Linked DNA regions of Mus musculus: region 1 is linked to region 2. A link is a contact called in public HiChIP or PLAC-seq data. All regions are on one chromosome and are shown on one strand. The core of a region is the stretch at or near the end of the contact, and the rest is flanking DNA. Distances in the headings are between cores, read along the strand shown. Region 1 overlaps Herc2 (HECT and RLD domain containing E3 ubiquitin protein ligase 2). Region 2 holds the start of Nipa2 (non imprinted in Prader-Willi/Angelman syndrome 2 homolog (human)).

Region 1 (4,365 bases), core at 1,547-4,046, 170 kb before region 2:
GCAGAGAAACTGAAATAAACTCTTCAGAAATAAACACACAGGAAAAATAAGATAAAATCCTGAACTGAATACTCAATTTCAAAAATGAAATTCAGCAGCATTGTTAAGTTCCTAACACCCTCACATTCTCTATACCACAAGTTTGTGATTGTGTGATACACCTAAGGATGATGTGACGGTTAGTTTGAACAAACCAACATCCTGACAAAATGTAGAATTAGAATCCCTTGAGAAGAGACTTCCTATAAGAGACTGTCTAGACGAGATGGATCCTTGAACATTTGTGGCAGATTGCCTTCAGTGCATCTAGTGACCTGGGAAGACCTAGGCTCATGAGGGACACCATTCTCAGGATTTGGCTACTGAACTGAAATTGCAGACAGTGAGCTGTGTAGTAAGCATAAATGTATTCATTTTCTCTCTGCTTTCAACTGTGTGAGTGATTAGCTATTTCAAGTTCTTGCCTTGACTTCCTACAATGATGGACTGTAACCTGCAATTGTAAGCCAATAAGCCTTTTCTTATCCTCAAGGCTGTGCCAAGGTGTTTTATCTGACAACAGGGATAGAACTAAAATGCATGATACTAGAACCCAGTGCAGGCTCACAAGTCTCTGTGGTCTGATTTGGAGACGGCTTCAACATGTCCCCAAAGGATTCATACATTGGGAGCTTGGTCCCCAATATTTTGATGCTAGGATATGATGAGACCTCTAAGATGTGAGCCCAGTGGGAGGCCCTCAGAGGTAGGTCACTGTGGCTGTGCCCAAGGAAGAAATATAGTACCTAGAGGATCCTGATTAGTTGTAGAGAGAACAATTTCTACAAAAGCCCAAAGTTCCCTCTTCAATCACACTCAGACTTTCTGTATTACCAGCTGATCTCATTTACCAGGCATAATGTAGCCGAATGGGCCTGTGAGTCACGCTACTTGGATTTACTTAGGATCTGTTAAGGGAACACACCATCTGAAGACTCGGGTACCACAACAAAAGCTCCCCTTACAGAGCTCAGCACTCAACTCCAGTTGTGAAGGGAAGACAGCAGAGGCATATCAAGGGCATGAAGGCAGAAAATCACCACTGTGCTAAAGGAAGAGGAAGTGACAACTGAGCATTCTGAGTTCTAGAATAAGACAAAGATACTGAGCATGCGGACAAGAGACAGCATGCCTGAAAAGTTTCTATAAAAACCATCTTCAATCTGGATTGTTCATAAAACTAAAGAAACAAGACAATATTTTAACAAACCCACAATCATCATCAAAAAAAAAAATCTTACTAATAGGAAAGCAAAAGACTGGAAAGGAGAGCTGTGTGTACTGTAGCATGTAAGATGCAGGATCAGGTAAGTCTGACAGGAATATATATACCTTTTGTTGTGGGAGTTAGGAGTATTAATTATAGCTGCTTATGTCTCACTGAAGGAAACCCCACTAGAAAATTAGTAGCAGGAACATTACTGCAGGCTTTCACTGAGGACCTAATTTATTAGTAAATCTAATCTAATCTGCTAATCACTCCAGCAATCAAATTTGGGATGCTTTCAGTGCTCTTATTGGATATCTAGATTTGAAGTGCTAGGGAACTTTCACAAATGGCTGTATCAATTCTTCTAAAACACAAGCTGAGGTGCCCTAATCACCTTGTGCTATAGAAAGAATTAGCAAGCACCTTTTATCCCCCAAAGACAAGCTTCTGAGCTGAATTGCACAGTGCCTTTCATTCATCTAACCCTAGAGTCTTCAAGCTCCTCCTTTGCTGACTTATGTGAAACTCATCCTCCATTACTATGTATGACAAGTTTCAGGGAGGAATACAAGTAATACAGTCTAGTTCACAGGCAACTTAGCAGGCATGGAGGCCAGCTTGCTGTCTCCAGACATCCACTCTAAAGGTTCCTGCCCTCCTTGGCATGTTCTTCCCATTAGGCATTTCTGTCCAAAGTACTGTACCATAAAACTGGTAAAACTGGTTAACAAAAAATAAATTTGTTCTTACTGGCGCATTCAACCTCCACAGGAGATAGTGGTGTGCTCATTGCTAAATAAGAAGCATGCAATCCAAGAAGTAGGCCCAGGTTCCTCTCTGTGTCAATCAGTGGTGAAGACAAACTTCCAAGATCTGGTATGGTAACAACTTCTTGGTCAGGCTGGAAAAATTAATTTGTTGGTTCAGAAAACAAAATTAATTAAAATTACAACATCAAAAAAACCCCAGCAGCTTATGTGCCTAAGATTGTCTATCACGATCAGAACAAAAATGTATTTGTTAGCACATCCCATAATGAGTTTATGTTATAGCAACCAACAAACTGCATATAAAACACTAGAGAGCAAACAGGAGAAAACAAATAACAGCTCTGGAGCATAAGAGGAGAACCCTGGGGGAAAGATTCTAAATTGACAAACGAACTGTAAGGACAAACTTTAATGTCTTTTCTTTTCTTTTTTTTTGAACATTTCTCTATTTCTGGCATGTTGTTAACTCTTCAAACTTGTATATAATAAACCTTAACACATAAAATGCAAATTTATTTGTCAAAAAATCCTAAGCCAACATAAATATTTTATGTCCAACTATTAGTATAACTAAGTAAAAAGTCATACCATAACAGGCACTTAAGAAGGGCACCTCCTCTATTTCACACAAAGCAGGCCCACAGCCTCACCTCCAAATACTGGCCAACACAGAAGGCATGCATGGATTCCTGTGTGTCTTCAAACTGCAAAGCTGCCTCCAGAGCGACCACTGGATCTTCCCCTGCAAACTGAGCTAAAACAAAAAGGGGAAGAGCAGTATGAGTTCAGTGCAGCTTGCACAGCTCTAGTTCATAGACAGAAGACAGGAAGTGAGTCTGGGTCGCTGTCTCGGAAGAATCTGCCACTCTCCCACGCTTGCCTCGGGCAACTCAAGTTCTACAAAGTACTTGGGGAAAAAGAGACAGGCAGATCTCTGAGTGCAAGGCCAGCCTGGTCTACAAGATTCCAAGACAGCCAAGAGCTACACGGAGAAAACTCTTATCTCAAAAAATAAAAAAACAACAGGAAGAAAAGCTTGATGATGAGAAATTCTTCAACTTGAACCTAAACTTGTTGTGAAGCCAGAACCAAAGTCCCAGATTTTGTTAAACCTGGGGCTAAATTTAACAACTTATTCATAAACTGTGGACTTTACTTAAAATCACACATAATGCAATTTTTAACAATGGAATAAAAAGTAAAAAAGCCTTACCCAGTATACTATTTCCTGTTAAGGATTGTGTCTGAAAGTCTTTTATACCATATACTTTTCCATCAATTACAGTCCAGAAGCCACCATCTTTATTATGGTTCTCCAAATCAGCTTTGCGTATCAGTGTTACCTCCTCATTATTTCTACAGTTCTGACCAGTGAAAAATGACTCTAAAGAAATAGAAACCAAACATCAGTCATCAGATCAAATGTCTCAACAATAAATCTTTTAAAACATAATACAGATGAAAACTTGAGTAGGAAAAGACCTTTTTTTGCACGATTATAGTGTGTTGTGTTTTTAATCCATGTATGCATAGGTGAAAGGCAGCAAGAGGTGGATTATGTTGTCTGTTGTCTTCTTAGATCAAAATCAACCAAATTTATTACTTATTGCTGAGTCTAGAGCTATTTTGGCTAGTTTGACTAGTCAGATTGCCCAAATGGTTCCCATATCCACCTCCTAGAAGCTGGGATTACACCCACCAGGCTTTTTTTTTTTCGCCTTTTCTTTTTGGGTTTGAGACAGGATTTCATATCACTATATAGCCTTGGCTGGCCTAAAACCCAGATTTCTGCCTCTCAAGTATGGAGGATTAAGGATATGCACCTTCACATCTGGATACCACCAGGCTTTTTTAACTGTGAATGATGGAGATACAAACTCCATCCTCAAACTTGCATAGCAAATACTTTACCCCCTGAATCATCCCCATCTCAGGCACAATGAAAAATGAAAAAGATTAAAAAATTGATGACATTAATATTCATTTTTGTTCATCAGAAAACAGTGTGAGAAGAAAAAAATTCTTCAAGAAATAAAGCCAAAGGCTTATTGGATGCAAAGTATATAATTACTTTAAAAAGAAGAAAAATGTGAATAAGACTTGAGTTGACACTTTGCAAAGAGAATGCTCACCTGGTTAACACACATGTAGAAGTATATTAAACCTGAATAATATCTGAAAAAAATTTATAAAAACTAGGATATAATTTAGTAGTAAAATTTTTGCCAAGGGTGTACAAGATCCTGGGTTTCATCCTTACCACCAAAAACAGAGGGAGGAAAAAAAAGGAAGCCACAGCAAAATACAGCAGTATATCCACCAAAAAGGACAAGTGCCAGGTCCTGA
Region 2 (4,361 bases), core at 324-2,823:
GCAATCCTGCTGTTTCTGTCTCCTAAGGGCCTACAAAAATTAGATTTTAAAACTTTAAAGGTACCCATGATCACTGCTTGAACAGTCACACAATATTAGATATGGAACATTATGACTTAGAAAAATGATTTGCGCATTTAAGGAGCCCGCAGCATACTAAATAGGCACTCACACACACACACACACATACACACACACACACACCACACTCACTCCACTGTGTGATGTGAGTACTGGCTTGGAGGACCAGATAATGAGTGTGACAGTAGCTAAAGGATTGTAATGATGAAAGCAGATGGATGAGAAGGATCTGTACCTTGGATGTTTAGGACAATGGGGAGGAGGGAGTGAGAAGGAGGAAGGGAAGGGAGAGGGAGGTGCCACAAGATAATTCTCTACCACGGTTAAATTACAATGCTGATCCCACATACGGCACACACCTGTTCAAATGAACCAACCAGTGCCTTTATGATAATCAACAGGTCTTTGGAGATGTCTGTTGCCATCTTTATCAGTTAAGTTATTGCTGCCTATCAATTTAAACCAAAATGAGGTGGCAATCACTTATTCTTTCTTTTAGGCCGATGGGTCAGTGGGGCAGTTTTGCTGATGTGAACCAACCTGACCCTTGCCAGCAATTCTGAGTTAGCCAGGAAGGAAGTCAGTATGGTGGCTTTGTTCCTGGTCTACATTGTACTACATTTGTTCTCCATTATTCCCTCCTGCCCACCAGTCCGGGCTTCTTATCAAGTTTCATTGCATTTTTCTTTGCTCAATACCATTCCCCCAGCCAATGCAGATTCAGGGAGAGTGGAGATGCAGGTACTGTAAAATTTGTGGACACATGGAAAGGTGGAAAAATTGGAGTCATTCTGTATTTACCTGATCATCAAAGTCCCACTTGCATGTCATCTAGAAATTAGCCTACCCTAAAAATTGAGCAAAATAAGTCCTCAAGAGCCAGTTCTAAGACACTTGGGTATCTGGTTGTCAAGTTCACAGCAGAGTAGCTTTTAAATTAGCTACTTAGCCACTCCCTCAATGTTTTAGACCATCACGTCCAAAGCATTAGCATAGGAGATAGGAAAACTACAGTGCTGTTTTTAATGTTTCAATAAATGTATAATTCATTTTACAAGGATCTCCCTCCCAAACACACCCAAACAAATGTTCTTGGAGTAACATATCCTGTAAACAAGGATTTTCAGCAGCCTTCAATGGTCTTTTCAAAGCAAAAGCAGCCGAGAAAAAGCTATTACTTTGTTTCCTGTGCATCTCGTGGAAAAGATCTCTTGTCCAAATCACAAGGTCCTCCTCCACAAGCTTTACTGTCTCTTCCCTGGAAACCTGCCTCCTTGTCCCGCCCACTTCCGCCCTTTGCGGTCAAACCCACCTCCTCCATCCCAAAGGTCCCACGTGAAGACTCCCAGGAAATCGGATTTTAAATAACAGGGCTGGATTTTTGATGAGTAGGTGAGCAAAGATGACCTTAGAAGGTACGGCTCCTCCGGCTCGCTGTCAGGGCGGGGCGAAGAGCCTTGCGGAGGCGGGGCCTGAGCTGTGCCTGCCCAGCGCGCGCGGTTTACGTCACTAGTCTGCGCCCAGGTTTCCCGGCAGGTTCTCGGCGGCTCTTCTGGTGCTGGCCGCGGTGCGGCCGAAGGCTGTCCGAGGTAGGCTCCTCTCGGCTCTCCCATGGAGGAGGCGGCGCTCACTGCAGTCTCGGATGCACGAACTTCCCGCGGGACGTCGCCGGAGACGGTGGCTGTGTGCGCGCAGGAGCGAGCTGCCTGCGTGGGGGTCTGAGCGGGCACCGGGGTCGCGTCCCGGAGGGAGCCGAGTCGCCCGCCGGCCTGCGACGGCCCTAAGGTAGCTACTTCCTGTAAGCGAGCTCCAGGGCGGAGCTGCGGGCTGTGTCGGCCGCCTGAGGTCGGAGAAGGGCCCCGGGGCGACTTGCTTTTTCGCGTGTTCTGGGGTGGACGCAGCTTCCCTGGTGATCCGCAGTGAGTCGGATTGATTGCCATTCAATCCGGCAGAAGTCTGGCTGGTTGGCCCTGTCCGGTCGCGTACTCGTTAAGTTCTGCATATCAGTTTTATTTGCCTTCGTGAGTTTTCAGAAGATGGTTTCGGCTTGCTGTAACGTTTTGAGCTTGCTTGACTCAGTTCCCTGGCACTTAATAGGGTTTACACAAAATGCAGGGTTTGGGGTTCCTGCTTCTTTGATTTCTCTACGATAATGGCAAGGCATTTAGTTTAGGAGTGGTCTTGAGTGCAGTTTCTTTAGATTCTATATCATGTGCCCGTTTGATACCATATTAATTATTTTTAAAGTTAAAAGAGGAAGTCTGAGATTTGACGTTTTTCATTCCAGTAAGCTGTATGTAGAAGCTCTTACAGTACTTACTAAGTGAAAGAACAGGAAGGCCAGTAACTATATATCTAAGTATTTAGTAATTTTCTGTCCTTTCACCTACTTCCATATTTTCTTCTTTCCAGGGTGGAACTACTCTGCCGTGGTTAAATACTTTAAATGGGAATAAAGGATAGCGTTTCCAAGAAAATGAGAATGAATAAATCATCTCTGTTTTTTAAAAGAAAGACCATATTAAACTTACATGTAAGTTAAAATTTTAATTTCTAACAGTATTGCTAAGTTAGATCGGAGATTAGGTTCTGTAGTATTTTTTTGTTTGGTTGTTTGGTTGTTTTTTGTTTTGATTTTTATAGAGACAGGGTTTCTCTGTGTAGTCCTGGCTGTCCTGGAACTCACTCTGTAGACCAGGCTGGCCTCCTCTGCCTCCCTAGTGCTGGGATTAATGGCATGCGCCACCACTGCCCGGAGGTTCCTGCCCACCTCTTGTCTAGCTTGTCTTGTTGAGTCAGTAAACTTTAGGTTGATTGAGAGGCCCCATCAGGAAAAATAAGGTGGAGAATGACTGATAATGTTGTTTTCTTTAGTTTTTCACAGATACGGGAAATACCACTACTAGGTGTGCACACACAAGAAAAATGAGCTAAACCTGAAGCTGAGACTGCTATAAGCTTTAGATAGTAGTAAACATTATGTAGAAGTAGACTTAAGAGCTGAACTTTTACAGCCAGGTATGGTGATACAAGCTTGTAATTCCAGCACTCCGGAGGCTGGGACAGGATGATTTCAAGATCAAGGCCAGCCTGGACTCCATAAGGAGACCCTTCAGTTCTAACATTTTAAGATGATATGGCAGTCAGGATTAGTAGAGCCAATCTCTTTTCTGAGTGATCCTCTCATGAGTGCCTAACATTCTGAGATGTGTTTTCTGTGGCTGTCAAGGAGAAATAACACTATCCTCTGATATTGTTTGAAGTGGTAGCCCTTTGATGTAAGGAAAGCAGTTCTACTGACTTTGAAGCTCTGTGAAGATATAAAATGAGTCACATATGATTAAATAGTACCCAATTTTTTTCTATAGAAAATATAAAAAGCTTTACCTAAATCTGACTTATTTGAGGGCATTTGTTGTGGTAGACACAAGAACTCTGTAGAGCGACATGACATGTGATGGTGGGTTGAAGAGAGACTTGCATCAAAGGATGCAAAGTAACAGGTATATAGAGTAAGTTGTGAGATTTAATGTATAACATGAAGGTTATAGTTAGTAAAAATTGTATTAGAGACTTTAAAACTCCCTACTTGACAAACTAAAGTTCTACATACTTCTTTATTGTAGAACTAAGCACATATCTCAGATTAAAACATTCCCAGCTATAACATTTTGTATATAGCTAGTTGTATTGATTTTGTATAGATAAATTTGAAATTAACACTTGTATAAAGTTCTGTGAGGACTTTAAGTAAGAATAAATGGATTGCAGGTGTGTTCATATTTTTTGGCTTTGTGTCTTGCTTATAGGGCTCCTGTGTGGTCTAACATGTAATGTTGGAATGTTACTCTACTGTGGTATCTCACATAACTTTGCTCACTTAGACTCAACCATAGTAATCTTTCCTTTCCCAGAAAACAGCATACCTGCTCTTAAGTAGAGCCTGCGTTTATAGTGCCACTTTGTTCTTTTTCCATCCCTTTCAAGTCTGCGCAGTGTTACCTCATCAAGGCCTCCTCCCTTAGCGCCTTAGTGTGCATTATTTTTCACCATGGCATTTACCACATTGCAGTGCCCTTTTATTTCTTGTTTTACCTTGCTTCTGTCTGGGAGGTAACTTTCATGAAGACCAGAGTTTTGGTCTGTGTTTTTCTTCATGGCTCTATCCCCTTGTTCATACATTATGTACTCAGAACACCTTTGTTAGTTTAAGTAAATGTGATTTATAGGCAAGCCCAGTTTTTCACTGAGAGCCACAGCGAAGGAGGTTATGATCTATA

What was found. HiChIP or PLAC-seq counts read pairs in DNA pulled down with a chosen protein or histone mark.
Region 1: an H3K4me3 HiChIP or PLAC-seq map of bone marrow-derived macrophages shows a contact between it and region 2, with 2.2 times the contacts expected there. The contact joins the enhancer-like site here to the promoter of Nipa2 in region 2. A contact is called at or near these places in 6 of 39 promoter capture datasets (the C10 cell line, the HPC-7 cell line, hematopoietic stem and progenitor cells and 2 more), 1 of 484 Hi-C or Micro-C datasets (the HPC-7 cell line), 3 of 115 datasets of contacts at active chromatin or transcription factors (bone marrow-derived macrophages, embryonic stem cells and microglia) and 2 of 9 other capture datasets (adipose tissue and liver).

Annotation. Positions count from the first base shown.
Region 1 is chr7:56,130,207-56,134,571 of GRCm38.p6, reverse strand. Herc2 (HECT and RLD domain containing E3 ubiquitin protein ligase 2) reads right to left here. Exons shown (of 93, transcript NM_010418.2): 24 at 3,233-3,403; 25 at 2,670-2,773; 26 at 2,000-2,150. Among named protein-coding and RNA genes, the nearest start is that of Herc2, 82 kb to the right of the region's middle. Within about 2 kb of position 2,796, at least 27 of the 459 cell types and tissues checked have an H3K27ac peak or open chromatin away from gene starts, as enhancers often do. A contact at or near this core is called in the HPC-7 cell line, bone marrow-derived macrophages and microglia, where this site is marked.
Region 2 is chr7:55,959,705-55,964,065 of GRCm38.p6, reverse strand. Nipa2 (non imprinted in Prader-Willi/Angelman syndrome 2 homolog (human)) reads left to right here and starts at 1,573. Exons shown (of 7, transcript NM_001256130.1): 1 at 1,573-1,866; 2 at 2,494-2,614. It overlaps A230056P14Rik (RIKEN cDNA A230056P14 gene), which reads right to left and starts at 1,535. Exons shown (of 6, transcript NR_015495.2): 1 at 1,394-1,535.